2 separate regions of the Ovis aries genome follow, and region 1 is linked to region 2. Evidence: chromatin contacts called from public Hi-C data. All regions are on one chromosome and are shown on one strand. Each heading gives the region's core, a stretch centred on a gene start, on an enhancer-like site or on the middle of the called end of the contact. The rest is flanking DNA. Distances are from core to core; before and after follow the strand shown. Region 1 holds the start of ARAP2 (ArfGAP with RhoGAP domain, ankyrin repeat and PH domain 2). Region 2 overlaps ARAP2 (ArfGAP with RhoGAP domain, ankyrin repeat and PH domain 2).

Region 1 (7,156 bases), core at 698-3,197, 42 kb after region 2:
TCTAAGCCATCAGGGAAGCTTCTTAGTCCTCTACTTAATCACAATAACTAAGTAGCTGAATTGAAAAGTACTCTATCTAGAAGGCTCAAACTGCAGTGATATGAGATGGTTAAGAAATTTGTTTTTAGAAGCAGACACAGATAATACAAAGAACAAACTACTGATCACCAGTGTGAAGAAGGGGGAAGGGGCAATGTGGGGGTAGGTGGGGGGAAAAAGAGGCTACTATTGGATTAAATGAAATCATATGTGAGAAACTTTTGAAAAAAGAAGCACTATAGAATTCAAATAAACTTTCATTACAAAATTTAATATTCAAGAGACATAGGAAAAATGAAAAAAAATACATATTTGTTTTTAAATGTACCAGTTTCTCCTTTCATGGACTATCCATATAAAATCTGACTTATGGATGAAGGAAAAAAATGCAAACACACATGCCCACAAATAAGTTTTAACAAGTCATTTGACTTCCCCTCTAGGTATATTTTCATTTAAACAAATCTTTGAGTACTGACAAATCAAGTCTATAGAAAACACTCTTGGTGTTAAGACCCACCTTAAGTGTGTATTTGTTAAACAGCTGTCTGAAAAGTAGCCAGGGAGATATTTCCACTTTAGGCTCTAGCCTAGTTCCATGACCCATTTTACTTTTTCTTTCTTTTTAAAACACTGTTAAACAGTGGAAGGTCATGAGAATTTTCCCCTCAATATTTCTCTTGTAAGTGTATGGAAGTCACAAGTATAAGTTTAGAAGTATTTCTCTTTTCCCCTTAAAAAAGTTACCTTCCTTTTTAAAATAGTCATAACTTTCATCTTCCAATTACTTACGGGCAATGTTCCCGTAAACTCATGCGGGCGAAGAGTCCTTAAGTGCGGGAGAAATCAATACTGAGCTTGTAAGTACAACACTATTATTGGTAATCACAATGACATCCGATTATACGTACTTTTAAAAATAGCTTATTTTTCGGTACTTTTTTTTTAAACCAAAAGGATATATTCCACTAAGCAGACTACTTCAAGGACAACCTTGCAAAAAAAAAAAAAGTTGCTATCACCATACAAACTTGCAACAGCCTAAAATGTCATTATTCCAAACAAACTAGCTTCTAATTTGCCTCTAATCATCAAAGGTTATAGTTCACAATATATTTTCACAAAGACTTCCCCCCAATCAAAATTACTCCAGATCGCCGCAAGGAGGTGAGGCGAACATTTAAGAAAAGAAGCAAGGATGAACTTACCTCGTTTAATAAGACGGGCACCCATTCTCCCCGGAGACCTGTCTCCAAACGTCAACGAGAAAATCAATCTGGTAAACTCCCTGTCGACAGTTTTCGAGTATGAGGTTAGGTTCAGGCAGGTGGAGGCCAAATGATTGTAATTAAAGTTAATTAACAGGCCTGCGGTCTCAAAGTGTAGAACAAGTAGGGTGCGGGGGAGCACAGGGATCCGAGCGAACTCATTCTCTCTACCGAGTAATTAACTGCTGCCTGAAACTCACTGAAGGGCAGCTCCTTTTCGAGGAAGGGGTCTAGCTGTCTGTCCGGCTCTTCCCACTCCTGAGTCAAATCCCATTACTAAGTAGAGTTTTTGTATCACTTACCAGCTTCTGGTTTCCTTTTAGACGCCCACATGCGGGAATGAAATCCAAGTGGTAGAAACCGGAGCCGAACACTTGGCGCTCTGGAAATTTACCCAGAGAGGTGCCGGAAAGCCGCGGCTCAGAAGACAGTCTTCACGCCCGACCCCGGCCCCGCCGCCCAGCCCACTGCAGTCCCCTGGACTCGCTTTGCGCGCGGGCAGCGGAGCTGGGGAGCCGAGGCGGGCGGGGGAGCCCGGTCTCCGGCTTCTCTCCCGGCCCGGTTCGACCAGTCCTCACCCGTCTGTCCCAGGCGCGGGGCCTCCTGCTTCCCTCCCCGCCGGCTGCCCGCACGGCGTCTGCAGCCAGGAGGCGGCCGCGCGGGCGGCGCTGTCACTCGGGCCAGCACGCCGCGGCCGCCGCACCTGGAGGCGGGGAGCGCGAGCCCGCGCGCAGCTCCGGAAGCGCCGCGCCCGCCGCCCGCGCCCTGCCCAGGTGCTCCGGCGCCGCGCCTTGGCCGCTTCCTCCAGGCCCGCGGGGGCGGGGAGAGCCGCCAGGCGTGGGGGCAGCGAGGCTCAGCGGCGGGGGCAGCCGAGCCGGCCGCCCTGGTTCCGCAACATAGTTGGGTGGCTGACTCAGTCCGCCCCAACTTGGCCGCGCCTGGCACCCTCGCCACCTGGCGCACCTCGGCCCCAGGGCTCCCGGCTCGGCGGAGCTGGTGAAGCCGCGAGGACGCGTCCCGCAGCCCAAAGCGGCGAAGGCAAAGCCCTCCCCGGAGAGATGCCGGAGACCCCACCCCGGCTCAGGCCGTCCATTTGGTTGGTCATTGCTCACGGATGGGTGGGTTGTTAAGTGGGCGGAACCTCAGCACCACTGATTATTAGTATTACTCTACTAAGTAGTTTCCAGGTTGCTTCAGCGTTTCCCAAACTTAAGACTCATCTAGGGCGCTAGATTTCCCAGGCTGCTTCTGCGTAAAGTTGCACTCAATGGGCCCGGGAATCTGTTTACCAAGCTCAGTGCTGATTAGGCTCGACCCATTATATCGGATTCTCTGTGAGGGAAGGACGAATATTCCCACTTTCTAGTTGAGTTTGCGGGGGAGAGCAACTTGCCCAAGCAGTCGTAACTTTAAGGGGTGCAGAGGATTTTCAATTTAGATCTGAATACAGCCTCCTCACAAAAGTTTTATATTTCTCCTTGTCTCTGTGCCCCCCTTCTTGACTCCACCCCTCCGAGGGGAGGGAGAACCCTGCTCTAGTCCTTTTGGCCTCTGAGATCGTTAGATCCCGGAAAGACATTTTCCCGTGGACTTGGACCTTGACACTCTGCTCTTGGAAGTAACAATAAAGCAGCAAGAGGACACGGGAATTCAAACAGAAAAACCCTTGTGCGGCCCGGAATATCGATACTTAAATGTCCGTAAAATCTTACGCTTGCCAGTGACTTCAAGGGCAAGCTCCTTATTTTTATATTTTAGTTAACATCTTTGTACAGACTGTACCTGAAATTCTCTCCCTTAAAAGATGAAATGTCCTTACCTTTGTCCTGTTCGTGTTGGTGAAAGTAAAACAATTAGGGGAAGTGCTGAGCTTATTATGAAAATGAAATAATTGGTGAAGTCGAGCGTGGGAGGCTTCCCAGGAGCCCTGGTTCTTGGGAGGCTTCATCTTCAGCGAAAAATCTGCCCATCAAAAAGCACCCTCCTGCCCTGGGAGACTCAGGCAGCTGTGGCAAGCATGTTCCAGAGACAGCAAATCTTCAGTTTCTTTTGAACTAAATACTTTAAAACAAGACCTATTTTCACCAGGAAAGTTCACTCGACATTTTCCAAATCTCAAGAATTTTTTTTTTTTTAATTTCTGTAGACTTTTGTTTTTGTGGCTCTTTTTGACTTCCTATTAAGTCCATACTCTGTGGGCTTTATTTTCCCTCTCCCTCATAGTCCTCACATACTTGTCATTTATTTTTATCTATGTAAGCCATCTTAAATCCTTTTCTGAGCAAGGTGGGTTATAAATAAACAAAAAATCTTACATCAGTTATGGTATGTCTCAGTAAGGCAAGCACTGTTACTGGAACAGAGTCCCCAAATTATTTCTCTGGGTAGATTTTATAAAATAACAGACTTTGTGCTTTTTTTGTAACAATATCTTAGTTCCTTGATTATCATTCAGTCATTTATTGTTTACAATAAAAATTTTAAACAATATAAGATAGTTTTATTTTCAATAAACAAAATTGAAACTACAGTGATGAGCAAACACAGTGAGACCCCCAGATTTTCAGTCTTCTCTGAGAAGAAATAAAGTTAAAAGCTGTAAGGCACACTGATGATTCAATAATAGCTCTGGGAAGTGAAAGAAAAGCAGTACTCCCTTACTGAAAGTATACATTGGTTATAAGGTGTATGCTGATTTTCAGAACCTTTTATTTCAGAAAATAAAAGATGGCTAAAGCAATATGGCAAAATCTTTTGTTAACTGTTCACTAATCATACCAGATTCTGGCCAAACACCTAGCATATATGTAGTGTTTGTACAACTCCATGAGTTGGAACTCTTTTTCCGATTTTACAAACAAAGCATTGAGACTTAGTTTATAATGGATAAATCAAACACTTTTCATAGCCTATGTGTAATGTATTGATATGTAGCAGCCCTCATAGGCATTCAGGGAGAAAAGTACGCAGGAAAAGTAACTTTATACAAATTGAGGTATGAAAAATCTGTTGACTGTCAAGGCCATTCTACTATATCAGGTCAGTTCAGTCGTGTCCAACTCTTTGCGACCCCATAAATCGCAGCACGCCAGGCCTCCCTGTCCATCACCAACTCCCAGAGTTCACTCAGACTCACGTCCATCGAGTCAGTGATGCCATCCAGCCATCTCATCCTCTGTCATCCCCTTCTCCTGCCCCCAATCCCTCCCAGCATCAGAGTCTTTTCCAATGAGTCAACTCTTCGCAAGAGGTGGCCAAAGTACTGGAGTTTCAGCTTCAGCATCATTCCCTCCAAAGAAATTCCAGGGCTGATCTCCTTCAGAATGGACTGCTTGGATCTCCTTGCAGTCCAAAGGGCTCTCAAGAGTCTTATCCAACATCACAGTTCAAAAGCATCAATTCTTCAGCGCTCAGCTTTCTTCACAGTCCAACTCTCACATCCATACATGACCACTGGAAAAACCATAGCCTTGACTAGACGGACCTTCGTTGGCAAAGTAATGTCTCTGCTTTTGAATATGCTATCTAGGTTGGTCATAACTTTATAGTACCAGTTAATTTCCATCTGTCTATTTATTCCAAATATGTATTTGGAATATATCTTTTTATTTCTGTATTTATCCCAAAATGACTCATTCCAGCTTATATTTCCTCCATTTTCAGAGGGAGAGCTGGCGTAGCTCTGCCCTTGCCAGCTTTTGTGTCTATGCTCCACCTATCTCTCCTACCCAGAACGCACTCTGGTTCTGAAGGAAGCAGTTGGAGAGAGTGGAAACCATCCTGCTCTCCTCCGCCTTTTCCTCCTTCCCCTTTTCCTTACATCATCAAGGCGAACACCCATAGAGCATTTCTGTGCCAGTTGCTATTCCCAGCGCTTTACTTGCAAAAGCTCATTTAATTATCCCAACAACTCTTTGAAGAGATAGTGTTATTATCCCCACTATAAGAAAGGAAACTTAAGAAAAAGATGTCGAGTGATTTACACCAATTTTGCCATAAGGCAGAGAGAATTCCAGCCCAGTCTTCTCCAGGAACCATTCTCTGCCCTGGATTGCCAGTTTCAAAAAGCACTCAGTGCTGAAATTGCAAAGGTCTGTGCTCAAAATGAAGCCTGATCAGTGTAGGTTGTGGCATTTTGAGCAAATTCAACTTATCTCAGTCTCAATTCAACCATTTGTAAACCCTGATTACATATCTATGGCACCGAGAAAATACTCATCTCTCAATACAATTAATTCTATCCTTTCTCCAATTATTCATCAAGACTAGCTTCAAATACCACCTCCCTCTAAAGTCTTTCCAAATTTTTGGTACCCAGAATTATTTACAGAATTTAAAGTAATCCCTCCATTTTTCTATAAAGGAAAATCTAGTGTTTTGCAAAACATAAAATTTTAGGAATGTAGATAAAAATAGACATGTCTACTTATAATAAAAAATTAATCATTTTAGATAAATTGTCCAGGAAAATAAAATGATATAGTATATATACTGCCTTTTCCACTCATATTTTATGAAATAATCTTATTCAAATTTTAACTTGCAACTTTGATGTTAGTGACTTCATCACTAGAACCTCACTTTGAATCACAGGTGTTTTGTTTTCAGAGAATATTATTTTCACCTCTATCTAAATTTCTGAAGGTACCCAATTTTCTGAAACCTTTTATGGTCCTGTCATTGGCAATTTCATTGCAAACCAAAAGTTCCTGCTTGCTTTATATTAAGAAGTCGTTTTCTCTCATTCATCCTAAATACATATACTAATGATCTCTACCAGTTTTTTTGAGTGGTTTTAAAAGGATCCTTGCACTAACATGGTACAGTTAAAACTGTGAGATCACACCCCCAAAATAATTCCTTAATTTGTTTTAAATATCTTCACCTCCTTTTAACCAAGTTTATTGAATGGACTTTGTGTATATCCTAAACTAGGGTTGATTGAGGATATTTCAGGCTACACTCCCCATCCCCAACTCCTGCACTTCTGCAGTTTGCAGTTCAGATTAACGAACAATAATTGCAAGCAGGTGGAGATCCTGTGATACACAGGTTCTATGCACCAGGCATTGTTATGCATTATGAACTCAATTCTTTCAATGGGTATGGGGTAGAAATTATCATTATCTCTTTTTTCTTCTTTTTAGCCAGTGAAGAAACCAAGACACAGAAAGATTATTCCATCGAAGAGCCCACAAATAGTAAATAAAGAAGAAAGTATTTGAACTCAACTAAAGACGCTTACTCCTTGGAAGGAAAGTTATGACCAACCTAGATGGCATATTCAAAAGCAGAGACATTACTTTGCCAACAAAGGTCTGTCTAGTCAAGGCTATGGTTTTTCCAGTAGTCATATATGGATGTGAGAGTTGGACTGTGAAGAAAGCTGAGTGCCGAAGAACTGATGCTTTTGAATTGTGGTGTTGAAGACTTGAGAGTCCCTTGGACTCAAGGGTCCAATCAGTCCATTCTAAAGGAGATCAGGCCTGGGTGTTCTTTGGGAAGAATGATGCTAAAGCTGAAACTCCAGTACTTTGACCTCATGTAAAGAGTTGATTCATTGGAAAAGACTCTGATGCTGAGAGGGATTGGGGGCAGGAGGAGAAGGGGATGACAGAGGATGAGATGGCTGGAGAGCATCACCGACTTGATGGACGTGAGTTTGAGTGAACTCCAGGAGTTGGTGATGGGCAGGGACGCCTGGCGTGCTACAATTCATGGGTTCACAAAGAGTCAGACACGACTGAGCGACTGAACTGAACTGAACTGAATGTGGATTCAAAACTTATGCCTTAAGCATTCTGCTAGGATGCCTCAAAGAAAACTTACCATAAGGACCTTTTTTTCTG
Region 2 (7,792 bases), core at 120-2,619:
GACCCACTTCTCCTTGGGCTTGTTTTGTTTTTCAGTCCCTTTCACCAAAGTCAGACAGTCCTCAAGGTTTTGACTGTCTATTCTCTACATGACTCAGCGTGAACTGACACAATCAAGATACCTTTGGCCTTTATCACAGATAATATACAAAAACTAACTTCCTATTTTAAAAGTCATCTCTAAACTAAGTGGATAACCAGCTCTACCTTTTCCTTTTGCAGTTTTCTAACACATTTAAGCTAAAGAAATTGTATAACTTTCTGCGGTTTTCAGAAGATTTAAAGATAGAAAAAGCACTTCACAAAGTGTGGAGAACTTGTCTTCCGGGCTACTTCCTGAGCCCACACACTTGCTACTCTAATGAAATACAGCAAGCCGCCCACGTTGATCGTTAGCCAAATTATTCTCCTTAGATAAAATTAGAGCAAATTGATCTGAGAGAAATTTCAAAATCCACTGGTGTGGATAACATTGTCACATATAAGCGTAAGACTATGACAAGACCTTAAAATTATATAACCATAACCAACTACCTTGTTCTTTCCAGCTTATTCCCTCAATGTTCTGCTGCTTTTTAACTTCTCTTGGCATGCCATGTGTTCTCTTAACCTTACAACATCCAACAGTGTTGGTTTTTACTTTCTTCACAGACCCAAAGGTTCTTCAAATTGCCAGCATTAAGAGTTACAAGGTAAAGAAATACTAAGCAAATACACAATAATTATACATTGAATAAAATCACTTAGCTCATTTCATGTTGATCTGTCACACTTAAAGGCAGGTAACTAGACACCCTCCCTCCCACACAATCTCAACACTAACTCAAGAAATCAAGATTTTGTGTCAGGCGTCTACCCATCTTACATGCTGAATAGTAGTAAACTAGAGAAGGCAACGGCACCCCACTCCAGTACTCTTGCCTGGAAAATCCCATGGGCGGAGGAGCCTGGTGGGCTGCAGTCCATGGGGTCGCAAAGAGTCGGACACAATTGAGTGACTTCACTTTCACTTTTCACTTTCATGCATTGGAGAAGGAAATGGCAACAAACTCCAGTGTTCTTGCCTGGAGAATCCCAGGGACGGGGGAGCCTGGTGGGCTGCCGTCTATGGGGTCGCACAGAGTCGGACACCACTGAAGCGACTTAGCAGCAGCAGAGTTCAGTAGTGCATATAATCTCCCATTTTAGAATAAAAATAATCAACATCTGTAGGAGATAAAGGCCTTAGACCTTCCATTACCCCTCTAATTCATTGGCTAACTACTCCTTATCTTTCAGAGTTCCACTTAACCACCCACACAGACATTCCTCCCCTGAGAACCAATCCAAAGCAAATCACAAAGTTCTTCTCTGAAAGCACCCTCTCCTTTTCCTCGCTGCACTTAACACAGTCTGTAGTTATGTTTGTTGAGTTGCTTAATGTCTGTCTCCCACACCAGTTCTTACGCTTTACAAGGACAAAGTCCAAGGATATTTCATTCTCCACTATATGATCAGCAACTAACACAGAGACAAATATGGCACTAAAAAATAATCTGTTGAATAAAAGAGTGACATGATTAAGCAACAAATGTCCCCTTAGCAAAACAGCAAGATGACAAGTAAAACCTCAACTGACCAGCACTCAAATAATCACTTCTGAAACCTCAGAGTTAGATTCAGAGTTTCAAAACCTGCCAAAGCACAGAGTAAAAAGAGTTTAGAACCTACTTTACCCTGTTTAAGATTGTTTAGTTGCAGTCACTTGGACTTAAAATTTTCTTAGAATTCCAGACAGTTTGAGGTCTGAGGCATCATCCAGGAAAATGAGTAGGGGAAGAGGGAGGGCAAACAGCTCAGAGATCAGTCAGAGATGCTACCACATGCCTAGCTACATTTCTCCTCTTAGGCACTGACTACAAAGAACACACTTAATACTTGGCTTTCTGAAGAAAGTCAACCAAAACCTCGGCCTCTTGAGAGACTGAACTCATAAGATACTCCAACCAGTTTGATTTTCTCAGCTACCAGGTGACTATTGCGTGGGTTCAGCCATTTTAACCCATTATTCTTTTTTACCTTTTTATTTTGTATTGGGGTATAGCTGATTAACAATGTTATGGTAGTTTCAGGTGAACAACAAAGGGACTCAGCCATACATATACATATAGCTGTTCTCCCCCAAACTCCCCTCCCATCCAGGTTGCCACATAACATTCAGCAGAGTCCCATGTGCTATAAGTCCCATGTGCTATATAGTAGGTCCTTATTGGTTATCCCTTTCAAATAAAGCAGTGCATACATGTCCATTTCAAACTCCCTAACTTATGCCTTCCTCCCACTGGCCATAAGTTCACAAAACATGTATTTTTAATTTACATAAATGGCATGGTGCTATAGATCTCATTGTTTCTCACTTTTTTTCACTAAGCACTATGTTTTTAAGATGCTGTGAGATGTGTATCTAAAGGATTAGATATGTCTCTAATCCTTTGCTTCTAATTGCTGCTGTACTACACAGTATAAAGGTTAAATCTGTCTAATAAGCTATGAAAGATCAGGTAAATAAGACAAATCCAAGCCCACAATGACATGGAATGAGAGTGTGGCAGCTGAAAAATCAACTGTTTTGTAGTTGAAGACAGCCACTTTGCAACCCTACCATTGAAACATTACTTCTGTTATCATTCATTCATCCAGCCAGGCATCAAATCTGTGGGTACCTATTCTGTGGACACTGTCTTCCAACCATACTGTCTCCTCTCTCTAGACTCTCTTTTGTCTTGCAGCCTGCCTTCCCATATGCCAAGAAAATGCTGCCTGCTCCTCACATGGCTGGCTTGTCCTTGAGATCTCAGCTCAAAAGTCATTCCCCTAAGTGGCCACCATTGAGTAACACAAATCCTTCAGGTTCCTTTGGCCTTTTGCTCCATTTCTTTACTTAATGGCACTTAGGAGAATTTTCAATTATACATTTATTTTGTGTCCTCCATCTCCCATACTATTCAATAGATACAGAGATTCTTAAGCACAGAAACCATGTTTTTTTGATCAATGTAAAACCAACGACTACCAGTTTTTAGCATATAAAATATGGTCAATATCTAGTGCATAGAATAACAAATAAATGTATTTCTCATTGTAAGATGCTTCCTCAAATTCTCATTTTATGGATAGAGAAAATAAATTACTAACTAAACCACTTTATCCTTAATTTCTTTTTTTGTTCTTTTCAAATACTAAAGATCAGATTTTTCTGACAAAAACTTTGTAATTCATCAATATTCCCATGTAATTTTAAAATACATTTCACAGTTACATCTTTTTAAAATATATTTTTTAAGGTATGTGCATTTTGTATCTTCCTATTTAAAGATGAAAATTAATAAATGTTTCTAAAATTACACATATAATCTATTTTATTCATTAAATGTGTCAACATTAAATTAGCTATTTTCTGCATGTGAACTTCAATACTAAATTCTACCAATTGGTTAAAGATAAGAACTTGTACTTAGATACTATCTCACAATATAAGTCCCCTTTCTGCCAAATGGACACTTGGATTTGAACTGGCAAACTCTAAAATTTAATCAAAATTTCAACTGCATAAAAGGGAGAGCTTAAGATGCACTATGTTTCTAAATGTCAATACAATTTTAAATTTAAAAAGAAAGTTATGAATAGTTGATTTTTAAGAATTATCTTTTTTGTGTAAGAATTAAATATTTCTCATATATTTATAAAAGTCTACTTAATATCCAGCAACTAATTCCAGGGTAAGTATGTAAAATTGATCTATTACAGACAATTAGAGGTTGCTAAAGTACTTTAAAAGCTTTCTCTAACATAACTTATACCTTTCCCTTAAATTTCAATTAACATTTAGTAAATGTTGAAAAAGACAAGATATAAAAACAATGTCACTTTAATCTGTGTTCCTACCATCACATGACACAAATTATATCTGAAATACTGATTAATTTACACACAGATTTTAAAACCTCAGTCAATAAAGAACTTATCTGGCACAATAATCTTGATAATAAAAATAGCAAACACTTATATAGTGCTTTGTTCTAGACACTGTAGCAAGATATACCTAAATATTAATTCATTTAATCCTCCAAACAACCATAAGAGGCAAAAATATTCCCATTTTACAGATGAAGGCACTGAAGGACTGGCAAGTTAAATAATTTGCCCAAGTCACACAATTAATAAAGATCATTTCTATGAAGAAAATTCAGGCAGTCTGGTCCCTAAATCTGTGCTCGTAACAACTACACAAAACAGATGCTGGTACATTTTTACAGCAAAGCACCTTCATATTTCTTCAGGTCGCAGTAACATTTGACCTCCACCCATTTGATACGTGAGTTCAATTCTGCAAAGTACTTCAGAATTCCTTCAGGAAAATAGGTTAAAGCAGACAAGAAAACTATTAGTCTCGGTTTTATACTATTTTGTTGTTAGGATCCTAAAGGAAAACATTGCTTTGAGAAGTTTTTTTTACAATAATTTATAAGGTAGGTTCAGTATTATTGCTTTCTATAAGCTCTTCCCTTGAGTTCTGGTAGGGCAGCTGGTGTAAAGTGTCAACTGCTATCTTAAATATAGTCTCGCCACCTGGTGTTGGTTTTTGTTGTCTCAAAAACTGTATTTTAAAAGTTCTTTTTAAACAACCGTGTATATACAAACAATTAAATCTCTATGAAGTACTTACATAAAGGCACTCCTATTTAATTTTAATCTGAAGTGCCAGCAAGGTTTTTATTTGTTTTAATGTATCTTTTAACTCTTTAAAAATTGGATCAGTATGCTAACCAATGACATTAAAGTGGTAAAGGCTACCAAATTGTCATTTTTAAATATCACACAACTGAAAAGTAACTAAGTCAAAATGTATGACTTTTATTAATCATCACAAACATACTTTTCAATTATTTCAAAAATATCTAAGAAAAAGATATCGTAAATATGCTGTTTCAGACTCACCTGCCTTGCTTACATAATGCTGAAGAAGCCGGTGCATATTTTATCTTATTTTCTGCTCTAACCCTAACTAGACTCAATATTTTTTGTACAATTTCCAAAAATCCAGACTTTTATTTAACTACTCGTTTTTAATTTAGCTAATCATTTTATCTCATAGCTCTTAAGTACAAAGCTTTCAAATCCTGCAGTATTAGTATAAAGTATTTTATAGATACCCATCCAAGGAATTATATTTCTATAAATATTCAGCACTTTTCTATTCTAGCGTGTATTTCTAAAGTGCATTTCTTCACTTTTAAGCAAACCAAAATGACTATTTCCAAGAAAATATGAAACAAAACGCTGCTGCTGCTAAGTCACTTCAGTTGTGTCCGACTCTGTGCAACTCCATAGACGGCAGCCCACCAGGCTCCAACATCCCCGGGATTCTCCAGACAAGAACACTGGAGTGGGTTGCCATTTCCTTCTCCAATGCATGAAAGTGAAAAGCGAAAGTGAAGTCTCTCAGTCGTGTCCGAGTCTTCGAGACCCCATGGACTGTAGCCTACCAGGCTTCTCCATTCATGGGATTTGCCAGGCAAGAGTAATGGAGTGGGGTGCCATTGCCTTCTCCGATGAACCAAAATGAGTTGAGACCAAAAAAAAAAAAAAAAAATTTGTAAAATCCCACCTTCCATCTCTGCTTTAAATGAGGAAAAAAGAAATTTTAATGTAAAATCTCAAGTGCCAAAAGGACTCGTAGAAGTCAACGATAAAGGATGCATTTCAATATGTGACTTACAATTTTGATAACATTTACAAAGAGTTTTGTTCTTACATGACATGGTATATGTAAATCGCAAAGGATGAAAAAACAAATAAAAATAAATAAAAACTTACAAACTAACATTGAACAGAGATGTAAAGAACAGTATCAGGAAAGCACAAGAAGGGATGGAACCAACTCAGGAGGTTTCAGAGAGCTGACTGCTAAGCCTGCAACAGATCAAATTGAAGGGAAAACAAGTTTACTCACAAAATTTCAGAGTCTCAGGAGATATACACACAAGTGACTCTGGAAGCGACTATAAAGGAAGGGCAGGTGGCTGAGAATTAGAAGATTTGTGGAAATGCAATTGACCTTACATTTTTAAGTGTGGGATACAGAGGTTCTGAGAAACTGAGTCACACAGGAAAAGAGCAATAGCCTGACAATTCTAATTTCTGATTCCAACATTTTCATTCACTTTGCTAGCTAGACTGACTGAAAGAAACAGTTATGCTATTTTAATAAACACTAAAACTAAAAATTTTCTCCTCAAACTACAGATAAAATTGGGAAACTTTATTTGCTTGGCACATTCTTCACAAGTGATGTGTGGTTTGAGAAATGGCCAACTAGTCTTATACTATAAAAAAATACTTTTTGTCAGAGACTTAAGATTCAAGTTCAAAAGGTGTGGGCTTCCCTGATAATTCAATTGGTAAAGAATCCGCCTCCAGTGCAGGAGACCCCAGTTCGATTCAGGAAGATCCGCTGGAGAAGGGATAGGCTACCCACTCCAGTATTCTTGGGCTTCCCTTGTGGCTCAGCTGGTACAGAATCCACGACCTGCGTTCAATCCCTGGGTTGGGAAGATCCCCTGGAGAAGGGAAAGGCTACCCACTCCAGTATTCTGGCCTAGAGAACTCCATGGACTAGTCCATGGGGACACAAAGAGTCGAACACGACTGAATGACTTTCACTTTCCCTCTGGTCAGAGACTTGTCAATTTTCCATTACATCTGCCTTTCACTGAAAGGCTGACTACAGGACAGCATTCTGGGGAGGCTGGAGGTCTTTACCCACTACGGAGCAGGTAGAGAGTCACTCCACCACAGCAGCCCTGGAGACTCTGGGCACAGTCTGGGAAGTCAGCACTGACAAAGGAACCTACAGTATAAGCTCCAATATCCTCCAAGTCCTGGGTTACTGGCTCCCAAGTGATCCCTCAACCACTGCTTGGGATTTGCCTTTTTTGATATTTGATCTCTGGCTTTTTCACTTTCCCTAGTTCTGTGTTCAACCTGGACATGTAATTCTCTGCCTGATTTTCCTTCCTGATCCTAGAGTCTAATTTGTTTCTTCCATAAAATAACTTCAACTAATCCCTCTATTTATCTCGTAGACTTCAGGACATCCAGATATCACCCATATCAGTGCCTTTTCACTCCCTCTAGTCTGAAAAGTGCTTCAGCTAAAAATGCCAGTTAAAATGGTTTTAACTGGCATTTTCCAAAGGTCATTGAGCTGGTATTCCTCCTCCAGAGATGATCTTTGAAGAAATGTTTTCTCAGCCCCTCTGCAACCTCATGATTCTATACTCTGTGGACCTTTCTGTACCAACTGTTATACTTTGTCTTTTGAGTTTATCTTTCTTTGTATTTTTTTTCCGCCTTAAGAGGAAGACACAAAAAAGACATGGAACACACTTTGCTCGTTGTATTCTTCCCTAATTTAAGTGTATTATGTTCACACATTGCTGTATTAGCCTTAAATGTTCAGCTCCTGCTGCCCCAGACTCAGATTTCTACACAATGCTTCTCTATAGTTAAAAAATTAATAATTTTTAAAGAAGAATTAAGTCTGGTGTGCTGCAGATCATGGAGTCGCAGAGAGTCGGACACGACTTACTGACTGAACACCAACAACAAGCAAACAAAGTTGTTAAACATCTTGGCAAATAAAATGCAAATTCCTTGAGATACACTGCAGTTGTTTATAAATATGCTTGGTGCATTATAGCAAGTCGTGAACACACAAACCTCCTTAGGGAACACCAGGTTAAGAAGTCAAA

What was found. Hi-C and Micro-C count contacts between places; a contact is called where the count stands out from the background.
Region 1: a contact with region 2 is called in a Hi-C map of liver, with 2.7 times the contacts expected there. The contact joins the promoter of ARAP2 here to the enhancer-like site in region 2. A contact is called at or near these places in 2 of 16 Hi-C or Micro-C datasets (hypothalamus and liver).

The regions. Positions count from the first base shown.
Region 1 is chr6:56,399,781-56,406,936 of ARS-UI_Ramb_v3.0, forward strand. ARAP2 (ArfGAP with RhoGAP domain, ankyrin repeat and PH domain 2) reads right to left here and starts at 1,948. Exons shown (of 32, transcript XM_060417576.1): 1 at 1,610-1,948; 2 at 1,248-1,327.
Region 2 is chr6:56,358,367-56,366,158 of ARS-UI_Ramb_v3.0, forward strand. The region is part of intron 7 of ARAP2 (ArfGAP with RhoGAP domain, ankyrin repeat and PH domain 2); the gene reads right to left. Among named protein-coding and RNA genes, the nearest start is that of ARAP2, 39 kb to the right of the region's middle. Within about 2 kb of position 1,370, at least 9 of the 54 cell types and tissues checked have an H3K27ac peak or open chromatin away from gene starts, as enhancers often do. A contact at or near this core is called in liver, where this site is marked.